Regions from separate parts of the Gossypium arboreum genome. Here region 1 is linked to region 2. The links are chromatin contacts, called in public Hi-C maps. All regions are on one chromosome and are shown on one strand. The core of a region is the stretch at or near the end of the contact, and the rest is flanking DNA. Distances in the headings are between cores, read along the strand shown. Region 1 holds the start of LOC108456131. Region 2 holds the start of LOC108454455 (COP9 signalosome complex subunit 4).

Region 1 (6,156 bases), core at 3,027-5,526, 330 kb before region 2:
GAGTTTTGATGTATTGGATACTTATATTTTTCATTTTCGTGCTTATGGTTGATAAAAAGAATTGATCCAAATGATCTTAGTTACCAAAAATTCAGATATTGAGTATGAATTTCCTTTACTCGGTCAATTATTTCAACTAGGATTATGTAGATATTGATGTCCATTTAAGATTTGAAGAAAATTCTTTTACCACTTCATCTATAATTCAATCAATGGCCCCCTTCTGGGAATTTTGATTGTGGAAAAGTGGAAGTTCTGTGAGTAATTTACCTGGCCATGGTAATTTAATTTGAAGATGTAAATATACAAGCAAAAGATGATTGAGCCTACTCAACCGGTAATCTACGTTTTTAAACCTCTCAAAAAATGTTAGCTAATTCGAAGGGCTGTGCCTGTCATTCTTAAAATACTTTGGCATGCCACCAGCTTCATCAGCAAAAGAAACCTTCCTTTCTTTTTTGATTACACGTTCAGATGCAGCAGGGTTATCCTCCGTCAAACTCTGCAATGAAACCATCAAAGAAATCAGCAAACTCGTAAGCATACTCTCTTCCTGCTTCCTCTCCATTTCCTAGTCCCAATCCACTGACTGTTCCTTTTAGTTTTGTTCTGCTTTCAGTTCAATAGTATCAAGAAAACTAAACATACCATGATTTTACAAAAGCGGTTGCAATCTCTTGTCAAAATAGCAAGCCATCTTCTTGCATATTCTTCAGCTCTTGTTGCGTTTTCAATGGCTACCCTGACCTGCCATGGTAGTAAAGTGATATTAGATGTATAAACTCCATCCATCTAAATATACATATACATTATATGTATGAACTTCAAAATGAAAGAATCCTCTAAAAAGAGGACCGTGACAAATTTATGTGTTAAAACTAGTTCAGTGATAACCAAGAATGTTGTAAAATGACTTACTTCATCAGCATTTTCATTTGCAGATGTAGCTATAGAGGCCTCAGACTCCGACTGAAACTTTCCCTTAACAAGGTTTTTCATTGACTTCAACTCTGTCGTGAGTTTCATAGCTAAAGATTGGAAATCCTGCATTTGTTGCTGTGTAAATGCTATCACGCTTTGTGAACGACATTGAGGGGGATAAGTACCCTTTAGACTGCCCTTTATTGGCGACTCTTTCTTATCTTGTTTTGCTTTTCTCATGGTTGATGTTGGCTTGATAGCTACTCCATCCTTCCAGATATGGTCAAGCCCTTGAGCTCTTGAAGTCCTATGATGGCTCTGCTTTCCTCTATATTCTGATAGTATAACAACCCAATGAGTATCAAGTAGATTGGAATGCACAAGGAAAAAACTGACATGTCTCCGTAAACAAGATTGGTGATCCATAATATATCTACAGCATTTTAATGCAAAATACTTTAGCTATGGTCACATTGCAAATCATTAAGAGCTTCAACTAACAACTTTCTAGCACTTTCAGATGCTTTTATAATTTTAAACCCAAGAGATGTTAGCTGTTCGAGGATAAACATGCATTATATGGAAAGAACTAACTGGACATAATATCAAGAAAATATCATTCTGTCTAGTAGCCGCAATAACTTTTTTGCTCCAAACACTTGCAAGTTGATTGCATAAACCATGGAAGAGACATAGAAATTTCAGTTTTATTAGACCAATTTCATTCCGATAAAACTTTTTTCCCAGCTCAATTTTTGCTCAAATAACATATGATTCTCCTGGAATTCTACCAGGCTACCACTTACATGTTCAATATATTTTGATGAAGCAATCAAATAATAGTAATAAGAAAGTTTCAATATCGTGAAAACCAATTTAAAAGGCAGTGCATAAAAGCAAGTTAACATCCAAGTGTAATAACTGTTTTAACTTACGATGACACTCGTTTTCATCCAACCCACTTAACCTCATAGCCCGACAAAGTCTCTCTCGAGAAGCTGGAGAAATGGCCTGAAAGTCAAAGCATTTAGTTAGAAAACACTTCAATAGAACAAAACTAGAGTCACTTAAACAATATGCAACTTATTTTGAGAGACCTTTCTGCCTGAGAGAAGCCTTTCAGCACTATGCCGATGCTTCATTTGATGATAATCCTGAGGTGCTGGTGATGCTAAAGGCTTACCAGAAGCATCAAAGTAATTACGAGCTATAAGCGCTGGTGACAGGGGTTGCTTTTTTGATGAAGAAGAATCAGCAGAAACAAGGCCTGAATGTTTCTCATGTTTCAAGCTTGATGAACTCCAATACAAGCCATTGTCAGTGGAAGGACTGACCACAATGTTTCTAATATTAGAAGACCAGTAATGTGTACTTCTCCTCTCAAAGGAGCACGCACTATATTCATTGTTAGTTTCCAAGCATTGGAAGCAATTATCAGTGTCCATCTCAGGCATTTCAGCTTGGCCACGATTGCCGGTCTGTGAAGACATCTTGTGCTCTGAAGAATTAAAGCTATCATGCAAATCAGTACAATGATCCTTGGTAGGAGATACTAATTCAGAGGTAACAGCATAGGTTAGCGGATCTACAGTATAACTGTCTTTCCCAAATTCTTGCAGGTCTGAACATAGATAGCTGATTATTTCCAGACTGTCTACCTTTACAGTCTCACAACTAGAAAAACTGGCGCCAGATTTAGGAGCAACATCTTCAGTAGATTCATAAGACACCCCATTTGAAACACTGCATTTTATGGGGTACAGTGAGACCCCCGTTTCCGTATCAGAAGCAATATTTGTCTCAAGAATTTGAATTAAACTGTACCTGCTTGTCTGCCATGGCATCTGTGGCTTGGGAGACTCATTTTGGCAGCTATCACAAACATCATAGCTATAATCCTTTATCGGAGACATTGGTTCCGAGGAGACATCATAGGAAAGGGGATGGATGGTATAATCTTCTTTCCTATATCCAGACAAGCCAAAATACGCTTTACTTTCTGGACCGTGTACCTGAGCAATCTCCCAACTAGAAACCTCTACATCAAACTTGGGCTCAAAATTTTCCCTATATTCATAGGACACTTCATTAAGAGAACAATACTGAGGTTCCTTTGTTTCACAGCCAGAAAGCCTCACGTCAAGCCTGGTCTCAGAATCTTCCATGTATTCATAGGACACTTCATTAAGAGAACAATACTGAGGCTCCTTTGTTTCACAACCAGGAAGCCCCACGTCAAGCCTGGTCTCAGAATCTTCGGTGTATTCATAGGACACTTCATTAAGAGAACAGTATTGGGGTTCCGTTGTAGGACAAGGCACGTCAGTCTTCAAAATATTTACATTAGCAGTTTCACTTTCAGGAACCTCAACTTTAACATCAATAGGCGCAGGCCAATCCCGATTTAGTTCAAGCAAATCTTCATCGCTACTCTTGATATTCTTGAAAAGTTCAGATTTCCAACCGATAAGAGGATCTTCAAGTTCATCGTGTATGTCGCCATTGTGCTGAAAGTTTGGAGACTCGAGTTTCACGGAAGAGCAGGTTTCCAGCTTTTCTTTATTTAAACCAACAAAGTTGAAGCCTTTCCTTTTCTTTGTTTCGCATCTATCCGAAATCCATTTCAACACCACATTGTCTAAGCCAAAATCATCACTGTTGCAGTCAAAATCTTCAGGTTCACTCTTAACTTTCATTACGTTCATGAAAGAATCTGAGATCTCTACTCCAATAACATGATATTTGGATAGGCGAGCTCTTCTAATTATCCCTCAGATAAATTTTAGGAACTTGAGTGCCAATCGCCCACAAGTGTCCACATTCCTGGACAGTGCAAATGGGTCAAGCCTCTCCAGCTACATTAGATAGTAACTAACATAAATTCAAAACGAGGCTTGAATTTTCAGTGTCTGAGAAAACTAATCACTATTAAGCAAAAACACTAAGTTTAGAAGTAACAAGTTTAACATCAGCACATGAAACTAGAAACTCCCATTTCTCCAATCCTACCCAAAAATAAAAAAGAAACAAATTTGAAAGTGGAACTCGCCTGAAGATTGAAGAGCTATCTGCAACAGGGAAAATGACGATAAGGTCGAGGAATTCCAGGTCCGTATTAGGAATGCGGGGGATGATTTTAGGGCTTGCTGATGAAAAATTGGGGGTTTAGGAACTCGCGCGTTTGTGGCGGGAACTCAAAGGAAGCGGAAAAGAGCTGAGTTTGCGTTCGACGCGCGCGTGTGATATTGTGAAGTACCGTTGATCTTCTTTTCTATTTTCGAAATGTGCTAGAGGAACAAATTATGGCGGGTGCAAAAAGCTCAAACTAAAAGAAAAAAAAAATGTCTTTGGATTTTATTTCAATCTACTATTATTTAAACTTTCAAAATATATTAAAAAAATCCCCAAATTTTTTCAAATTAAGTTTATATGTTTTTTCACTCAATTAAATACTTAAATTTTAAACTGTTAAAATGTATCAAAAGAATCCAAAATTTTTTAAAAAAATAATTAAACACTACTTTTTTTTACTCAATTGCCAAAATGTCCTTTGATCGTAAACTTTAACAGTTGACTATTAAAGTTAAATATTTCTAATTTTTAATTAAAATCACCCCATGTCATGACCTCTACCTCACATGTGATAAAATTACAAAAAATAATAATCAATAAAAATTATAAAATTATTAAACTTTAATAAAAATATAAAAAATTAAAAATTAGAATATATATATATATATATAAATAGTAAAATATATAAAAATTGTATAAATTTATAAAAATCATAAAATTTATAGAATGCATCAAAAGACCTTTAACCATTAGCTTTAACAGTTGATTGTTAAAGTTAACGATCTCTAGTTCTTTTCTCAGTTAAAGTCATTCCATGTTACAACACAGCATGACATGTGACGAAAAATAATAAAAATAAAAATCAATAATAATGCTTCTTTTGGTATGATAATTTTTATAATTTTTTTACGAATTTTATATTTCTTTACATTTTTATCATTTTCTTACGACATTATAAATTTTTCTATATTTTCTATATTTCTATATATTTTATGATTTTTATAAAATTTTATATTTTTTACTATTTTTATAACTTTTTCTATTTTATTAAAATTTAATCATTTTATAACTTTTATTGATTTTTATTTTTATCGTTTTTGTCACATGCCAACCGTGGTTGTCACATGTGATGGCTTTAACTGAAAAAAATTAGGGGTGATTAGTTTTAATGATCAAAGGGCATTTTTGATGCATATTAATAATTGAGTGTAAAAAACAAAGAAAGAGCTTTATTGCTTTTTTGAAAAAATTTGAGGACATTTTAATGTATTTTGACAGTTTAAGTATCTAATTGAGTGTAAAAAAAAAAAAAAAACAAAGGTTTAATTGTTTTCTTTGAAAAAGTTTGAGAGTTTTTGGTATAATTTGAAAGTTTAAGTATCTAATTAAGTAAAAAAAAGCCTAATTACTTTTTATTTGAAAAAATTAAAGACTTTTACACCATTAAACTATAACTTATTTAAACAAAATTATTAGACAAAATTTCCAATTATCTTTGATGTGTTTTAATAATTCCTAGCATTGATTGTATAAACAATATTAGTAACATATTTTATAGTCAATTTTAATTTTCTTATCTAACTTTATTAAATCGTAATTTTTTAATTGGTTTGTTTAAACAAAACATTTATTTCCAACTTAATTACTCCTTTTAAATTATTAAAATTACTATTTTATGATGCCAGAATTAAGAACTTATGTTTAAAATTGTATTTAATAAATTGGAAATTAGATTATAACATCAATTCTTATGTTATATTTGGCAATCTCAACCTCAGCATTGAAAAATATGAATTTCTTGAATTCAACCATTTTTAAATTTATTTTAAAATTTAAATTCTCAAACTCTACCTAAATATATTTACTGTAATTATTTAATTTTATAGATGAAATATAGGAAATAGCTTCGGTTAAATTATGTTATGTGGATTTAATATTTGTAATTTAATTTGGTTATTTTTAGTTTTGGTACTTCTCAGTTTTTAAAATTTTAATTTTCACCAAATGATAATTGTTAAATTCATTAAGTTAAATTTTGTTATTTCTAAAATTGATACACCTAAAATATTATTATATGTGTAATGTTAAGTAAGCTTAGAATGATTTAATTAAAAATATGGATTAAATCTACAACTCTACTTATAATACAAGGCTAATGATTGA
Region 2 (6,567 bases), core at 2,257-4,756:
AGTGAAACCCTTAAAGATATTAGACATATTTCAGGCAAATCTGCAATCGATGTCGGCGTCATAACTGGCCAACAAGGCAACTTTCTTAACAAACAAACTGAAAAAGAAATGATTAACAATAGTACTAATTAGGACCCTTAATTGATCATCAAAAATCCCATGCCTGCCCAAAAGACAAAATGGCAGTTACTAAAATAAACCCCAGTAACTGAAATCGTAAAAACCAGAGGTGACCGATGATGTTCCTTTTACGCATATGGGAGAAGGTTAAAGTCGATCCTCTTCTGAGTTTCTTTGTTCTCAGTAGATGCATCGGATTACACAGGAACTGCCATGCCCTTCTTTGCCATGCTATCAAGTATGTCATTCAGAGCTTGACACACACCAACAATCTGCAGAATCATAAGCCAATATAAATCTCAGAACACTTGAAGAGGGTTGCTCATCGGCATAATTAAGTCTCTGCTCGAGATTGCATTACCTGTTGGTCCCATTGTTGCAGCTCTTCTGTATCATCTTCAAAATGTATAACCGCTTCCACCTGATGCATAAGGTTGTTTAATTATTTATGTAGGCGATAGCTCGGATAAAGACATTCTTTGAACTCAGTTCTACTTTGGGAAGCATGAAAACACAATCATAAAAATCAATTGATCTTTGAATCCATTAAACCAGCAGCTGAACAAAATCATGTGGCAAGATATTGAAACCTGATCAATCGATCCCCTCATTCTATCCTCATAAATCATTCTTGAGGCTATTTTCTCTGCCTGTACAGAAAAAGCAGCCAATCAGCTTTGCTGTTTAACTACAGTTTAAGGAAGTATTTCCTCATACATAGAGAGAAAAGGCCAGAAAATAGAAAACCAAAAGCTATACAACTACATCATAAGGTAGTAACTTTAGAAAGGTACCTTATGAGGAGGAATGCCCAGCAAAGTACCCAGCTCATCAAAACTGACAAACCAAAAGCTTTTGTTAAAAAATTCCAAACCTAGAAATAAGAAAGATGAAAATCAATAGTGTTATTTTTCTAACCTTATATTTGTGTAAAGTTTGCTTGCACTCAGAAGATTATGCTCTATCATGGCACGGTCCAGCACAGTAAAATTGTCAGGAAGCAATGCTTTCTGTTGGGCAACAAAAGGTTAATCAAAGACGGAAAAATTTACTTTTATTGTAAATGCAATACGTAGGCTAGTTCAAACTTTTTATAACCTGATGTGGTTTCAGTTCTTCAGCAAATGCATCAATTTCAGGTTTTCTTAATATTCTCTCCAAATAAACCTGTTAATTTCAATAAAAATCCCCATTAGGATGGACTTTAAGGTTCTGCAATAGATATAGACAGCAATGTGCAAGACAAGTGCATAAGGAAATGCATATATGTGAGTGTGTGTGCCTAGATGTAAAAGAGAGAACCTTTTGTAATATTGGATAAATCTTCAGCTTGGAGCAACGTTCATCCTGAAACATGCACAAATCATTAACATGATTAGAATCAAACAATTTTTTTAAAAGAACTCCTATTACATTCAGAAGAAAGCTTTACTTTGTAAAGTGTGGCAAGAACACGAGAACGCTGAGGACCTGCACCAGCTAATATTGTACATGTAACAGCAGCAGATAGAGCTTGCTCCAGAGCATCCTCGTCAATTGTTCTGTAATAGGTGAACATTGATAATTTTTTTACCATAAGCCCTCAGACATATCATGATAGTAATTAAAAGCGGGAATCAGATACAAGCATATTGATAGCTGTACAAGGTATGCAAAACACAACATTTATCAATGCAAACACCATGTATAGAGTGATGCAGAACAAGATCAATTAGCTTTTGTATATGTCAGCTAATAAAAGCTTTAAGCAAAACATTTACATAAACAAATATAGCGTAACTACATACTCGTCTCCTATTTGTCGCTTCTCAATTTGAGATATGTCATAGTATCGCAATGCTGCTTCCAAGAACTTCCTCTTCAAATCCAAAATCCTTGCATAACATACCTGAAAACCGGAGGAAAAGAAAAAAGAAATTAAATGAAAGAATAACAGGAATTCCAGCTCTAAATTACAGTTATTGACCTAAAAACTGTGCCAAACCTTGTATTGTAAAATCAAAACTTCATGCTGACTGTTGCTAACCAAGAATGAAGCTTTATTAATAAAAGCTTCTGCATTAACAGAATCATCATCCTGTAAAATATTCAAGCAATGGTTTGAGGTCACCTTTCAATATTGATTTTACATGCAAGAAATAGAATAAATAACTGAATTACTCCTTGAAAATCTAAGGCATCCAAACTTGCCTATGTAATGCTAGCATTCAGTCAAAAAATTGAAATACCTCAAGATAGAGACGGGCAATTTGGACACATTTTGACAATCTGAATGTATCATCAATAACCCTGATAGTCATATCACAAAACAGATAAGCTCATCAATAGGAACACAGAAGAAAATATTCAACAACCTTCATCACAAAAACTAAAGACAATCTTACTCTCGGACCTCATTCCAGAATCCAAATCAATCCCACTTAGCATCTGCGCTGCTTTTGACCACTGCTGCTCAGACTCATACAACTCAGCAAGTTTCTCTCGGATAATCAGTACCTATATAACTCATACAGAGTAAGCAGCTTTATTTAAACAATCATCCATATTTCATAAGTCCATTAGTACCTCATCCAAAGAAAATCAAAACGCCAAACTTAAAAAAAGGGAAGGGGAGGAAAAAACAACCCTATTCTTTGTTTTGCATACAAACTTCGACCAAAGTTGAAGTCACGCCGCGAGAAAAACTTAACTATAAGAACAGTAACAATTTGAAGAAGAAGAATTAATGAAATCGTGATATTTCAATCAAACTCTTTCGACGATAGAAAAAAGTTTACAATGTGGTATTTTAAAATTAAAAAAATAATAATAAAAAAAAAAAACTCCAAATTCTCAGGTAACTTTCACTAAAGAGCTAGCTGTCAAATTAAAAGGAACCTGTTCTTCAAATGAAACGACACGAGGCTGAATTTGAGCAAGGGTATAATGAGCAATTTCCTTTTGTGCCTCAGGCTCCAACCTTCCTAATTCTTGAGCGAAAGTTTGTAAAAGCTGCCTTGATACCACCAGTGGAACATCGTCCGATAACACTAAAAAGAATAAAATAAAATAATTAAACCTAAAAAACCTTAGATAACTTTAAATCAAGCAAAGGTAAAGCAATTACTATGATCGATGAATTTCTTGGCTTGAACGATGTCGTTGGATGAGAAAACAGTTGATAGAATGTGTTTGTATTGCTCGATTTTCCGCCTCTGGTCTATAATTTCCGAGGCGTTTGCTAATGCACTCTCCATTTGCTTTCGATCTCTGCTTCAAAAGTTTTCGAAACCCTAATTTCTTTTTCCAGAGAGAGAAGAAATGAGAGATTTTAACGAAATCGGAGGTTAACTGTTTATGGTGGTTTATTTTTTGCTTTCTAATTTCTGCCACTGAATCAAAGCGGGGAGTTTACGGTACGGACCACTCTTTGGTTGCAATCAAAATGAGCGAATTAAAAACTGACACGTGGTAAATTAAATGGCATTTCTGTCATTTAATCGTTAAAGAAAAGTATATGCCGTCTTCTTTGACCGCAAGACCCAAAGGCTAAAAACTCTTCTTTTTCTCTCTGTGGCTTAGCAAATCCCAAAGGAGCTCTGTACTCTCGATCCGATCACCGGAACCGTAATTTTCGTGACCGTCGGCGGCGTATTCATTGGTTAGGTAAGCTTTTGATTCATTTCTCCTCAAGATTTTGTTTTGCTTTTTTTCTAAGTTGTTCGAGAAATCTGAAGCTATTTCTTAATGAAATTAGCGTAGAATTCCTTCAATCCTTGCATTTAAATTTATATTTTTATTTGATCCAAAGACATAATCTCCTTCTCCGTGGATACAACTCAAGTATTGTTCAATTTTCAGTTTTCCTGCTCTTGATTTTAATTTGTTGTGGTTTGTTGTGGTTTGGCATTATTCCACTTCGTTTCCTTGAAAAAATGCTTTTCTTTCTTGTTTGTTTTATAGCGCAAGTAAATAATATAAAAGAAGGATTTGGATATTGGACTATCGAGTTTCCTCACATCATTATGATAATCATGTATGAATATGTGGTTCATGGCCCCGTTGTATTGAGGAAAAAGAAGTTGCAGCTGACCGAAATTGAATTATAAGTTACGATGATGTTAGCAATGTATATAGAACATTTTATAACTATAATGTCATTTTCAATGAATTTGTGTTCTTTTATTTTATTGGATTATTTTGAATTGATCATCGTTTGTGTCTGCAATGATTTTTCCAGGCATCTATTTGTATTTGTTTTTAGGGGTTAGAGATATGAATTGGGTTCAACGCAAGATCTATCTCTACAATGTCACCTTTGGACTCTACATGTTGGATTGGTGGGAGCGTTACCTTTTCAGTATCCTTTTTTACTTACTTTTTGTCTGAAGATGCCTAATCTGTTTAAGTTCTCATTTAGAATTTTCAGGGTTTGAACACTGTAGTGCTGTTAATATTTTGTTTCGATGACTTTTATCAGTAGTCTTCTTTTACCTAACAAAATGATGAAAATGGAAAATTGTCATTTTGTGGAAGCCTATCCAATGGCAAAATTATGCTAATTTTGTTATTTAAGGAGTTGTTTTCTATTTTCTGGTATTATCTGATTGACTGTGTCATCGATTTTAGTATTTGGTTGGTTGGTTGTCTTATTTTATAATGTTTGATTTTGGAATTTTAATCAGCTTTCGTATCTGTGATTTAAAATAGTCAACGGCTCCTATTAGCTTCTTTGTCACCACACTAGTTTTTAAGTCCAAGTATCACTATAATTCCCAATTGTTAGTTCCTAAACCATGGAAGACACACTGGTTATTGTGTTGATGTGGTTCGTCTTCTACAACAGCTCGCGATATGTAACGGAGTTTTACAAGAGGTAGATCCTTACTTTGTCCTCTGGTTCCATTTCATTGAAATAATTTTGGTTGGATAGACACAAACTTTCTTGTTTAGGACTTGGTTTATCATCCTAATATAGTTAAATATTGACCCTTTTGTACCTTTGGCTGTCACTGAAGTGTGGATTTTTTTTATTTTTTTGAATATACTGAAATGTGGATTTAAGTTCTTTCTAGGTTTGGGAATTTGGTTCTTGTTTGGATTGTCCTGGCAAATATGACTAAATTTCGTTTTGTTTTAGTCTTGCTATTCTAGAAATCATTTATAAACAAAAGAAGGAAATAGGGGATAAAAAAAGAGTGGTTTTATAAACTTGTTTCATATTGTTGAAGCTGATTGATATGACCTGAAAAATTAGAATTACAAAATCAAGATTGTTGATAAATAATGAGTTGTCACCAAATTTTCTGTTCTTGACTCCCTTTCTAAAAGATTTCATATGTTGCATCCTTGCTGATTGACTTAAATGATTGCAAATGATGTTTTGAAACATACTTTAGGTTGCAAACTGCATCTTGCAAATTTGATGATTGCTTTTTAAGTTAATGATGCTGTGGAAGGTCGGATTTGTGTTGCCAATGTTGTTAATATGGGCTTGCCAAAACTAAACCGTTCTTTTTAATTGGTCCTTGTTGAAAATAAATAAATGACACTTATGCATTTCCCTGATAGCCAGTGCAGCAGGTAATTTTAATGGTAGTTTGGCTTCAACTTGGACCATTGTAGTGGATCCGCTCTTGCGTAATAATTATTTCTTTTCTCTAAATTTCAGGCATCTATCCTAGGGTTGGGAGGTGGCAATGGTGATGGAAGTGTGAAATACTTTTGAATTATTTGGCTGAAAATCTTGCCTATATGTGGATTTTTCGTACAACATTTTTAGCATGTCTCACATATATTGTTGGACTATATTCAAAGCTATTCCTTGCAAAAATATAACAAGAAGCACTTTTGGTCCTCTTAAGTAGTGTAGCAATATTTTGATGTTGTTCTCTTTCTACAAGGGAATTAATCACTGCATCTTGGTGGTTAAGAGATGAAATGTTTACACATGGCACATGCTATTTGTATTTTTTTTTTCTTTGTAAATATGAGTATAGGACTTAAGAAGGGAGTATAATCTTTTATATAAAAGACAATTTTACATATACTACATACTTGCATCAAACTCTGTTAACTCTACCGTTTCAAGTTCTTGTATATTTATGAAATCATATAAAACTTGTAGGTAAAATATAAGATCGGCTTATGCCCTATAATAGAAAAACTATTATAAAATAAAGAGAGATGAAGAGAATAAAAACAAAGAAAATATGAAAGCAATAGAGAATGTACTTTATTGATAAAAAGGGATGATTACAAAATCTTGGTTAAAGTAAAAGAATACAACTTGTTTTTAGACTCTCCCTGATGGCAACATTACATTACTTTTTTGAGTCAACGCATTCTAATCTTGTGTAGTAGTCTTTCAAATGTTGAAGTTGGCAATACCTTAGTAAAAAGATCTGCTAAATTCTCACTAGAACGAATTTGTTGAACATTTATAGCACATCTTTTCTCAAGATCATA

The links. Hi-C and Micro-C count contacts between places; a contact is called where the count stands out from the background.
Region 1: a Hi-C map of leaf shows a contact between it and region 2, with 5 times the contacts expected there. The contact joins the promoter of LOC108456131 here to the promoter of LOC108454455 in region 2. A contact is called at or near these places in 2 of 5 Hi-C or Micro-C datasets (both in leaf).

What each region holds. Positions count from the first base shown.
Region 1 is chr3:91,732,743-91,738,898 of ASM2569848v2, reverse strand. It overlaps LOC108456131, which reads right to left and starts at 4,276. Exons shown (of 5, transcript XM_017754728.2): 1 at 2,019-4,276; 2 at 1,857-1,932; 3 at 919-1,256; 4 at 649-747; 5 at 171-502. The coding sequence starts at 3,626. The coding sequence ends at 374.
Region 2 is chr3:91,402,214-91,408,780 of ASM2569848v2, reverse strand. It overlaps LOC108454455 (COP9 signalosome complex subunit 4), which reads right to left and starts at 3,506. Exons shown (of 14, transcript XM_017752922.2): 1 at 3,227-3,506; 2 at 2,998-3,149; 3 at 2,513-2,616; 4 at 2,349-2,409; 5 at 2,105-2,197; 6 at 1,908-2,008; 7 at 1,553-1,661; 8 at 1,423-1,467; 9 at 1,219-1,287; 10 at 1,039-1,130; 11 at 915-957; 12 at 711-770; 13 at 482-541; 14 at 1-392. The coding sequence starts at 3,356. The coding sequence ends at 318.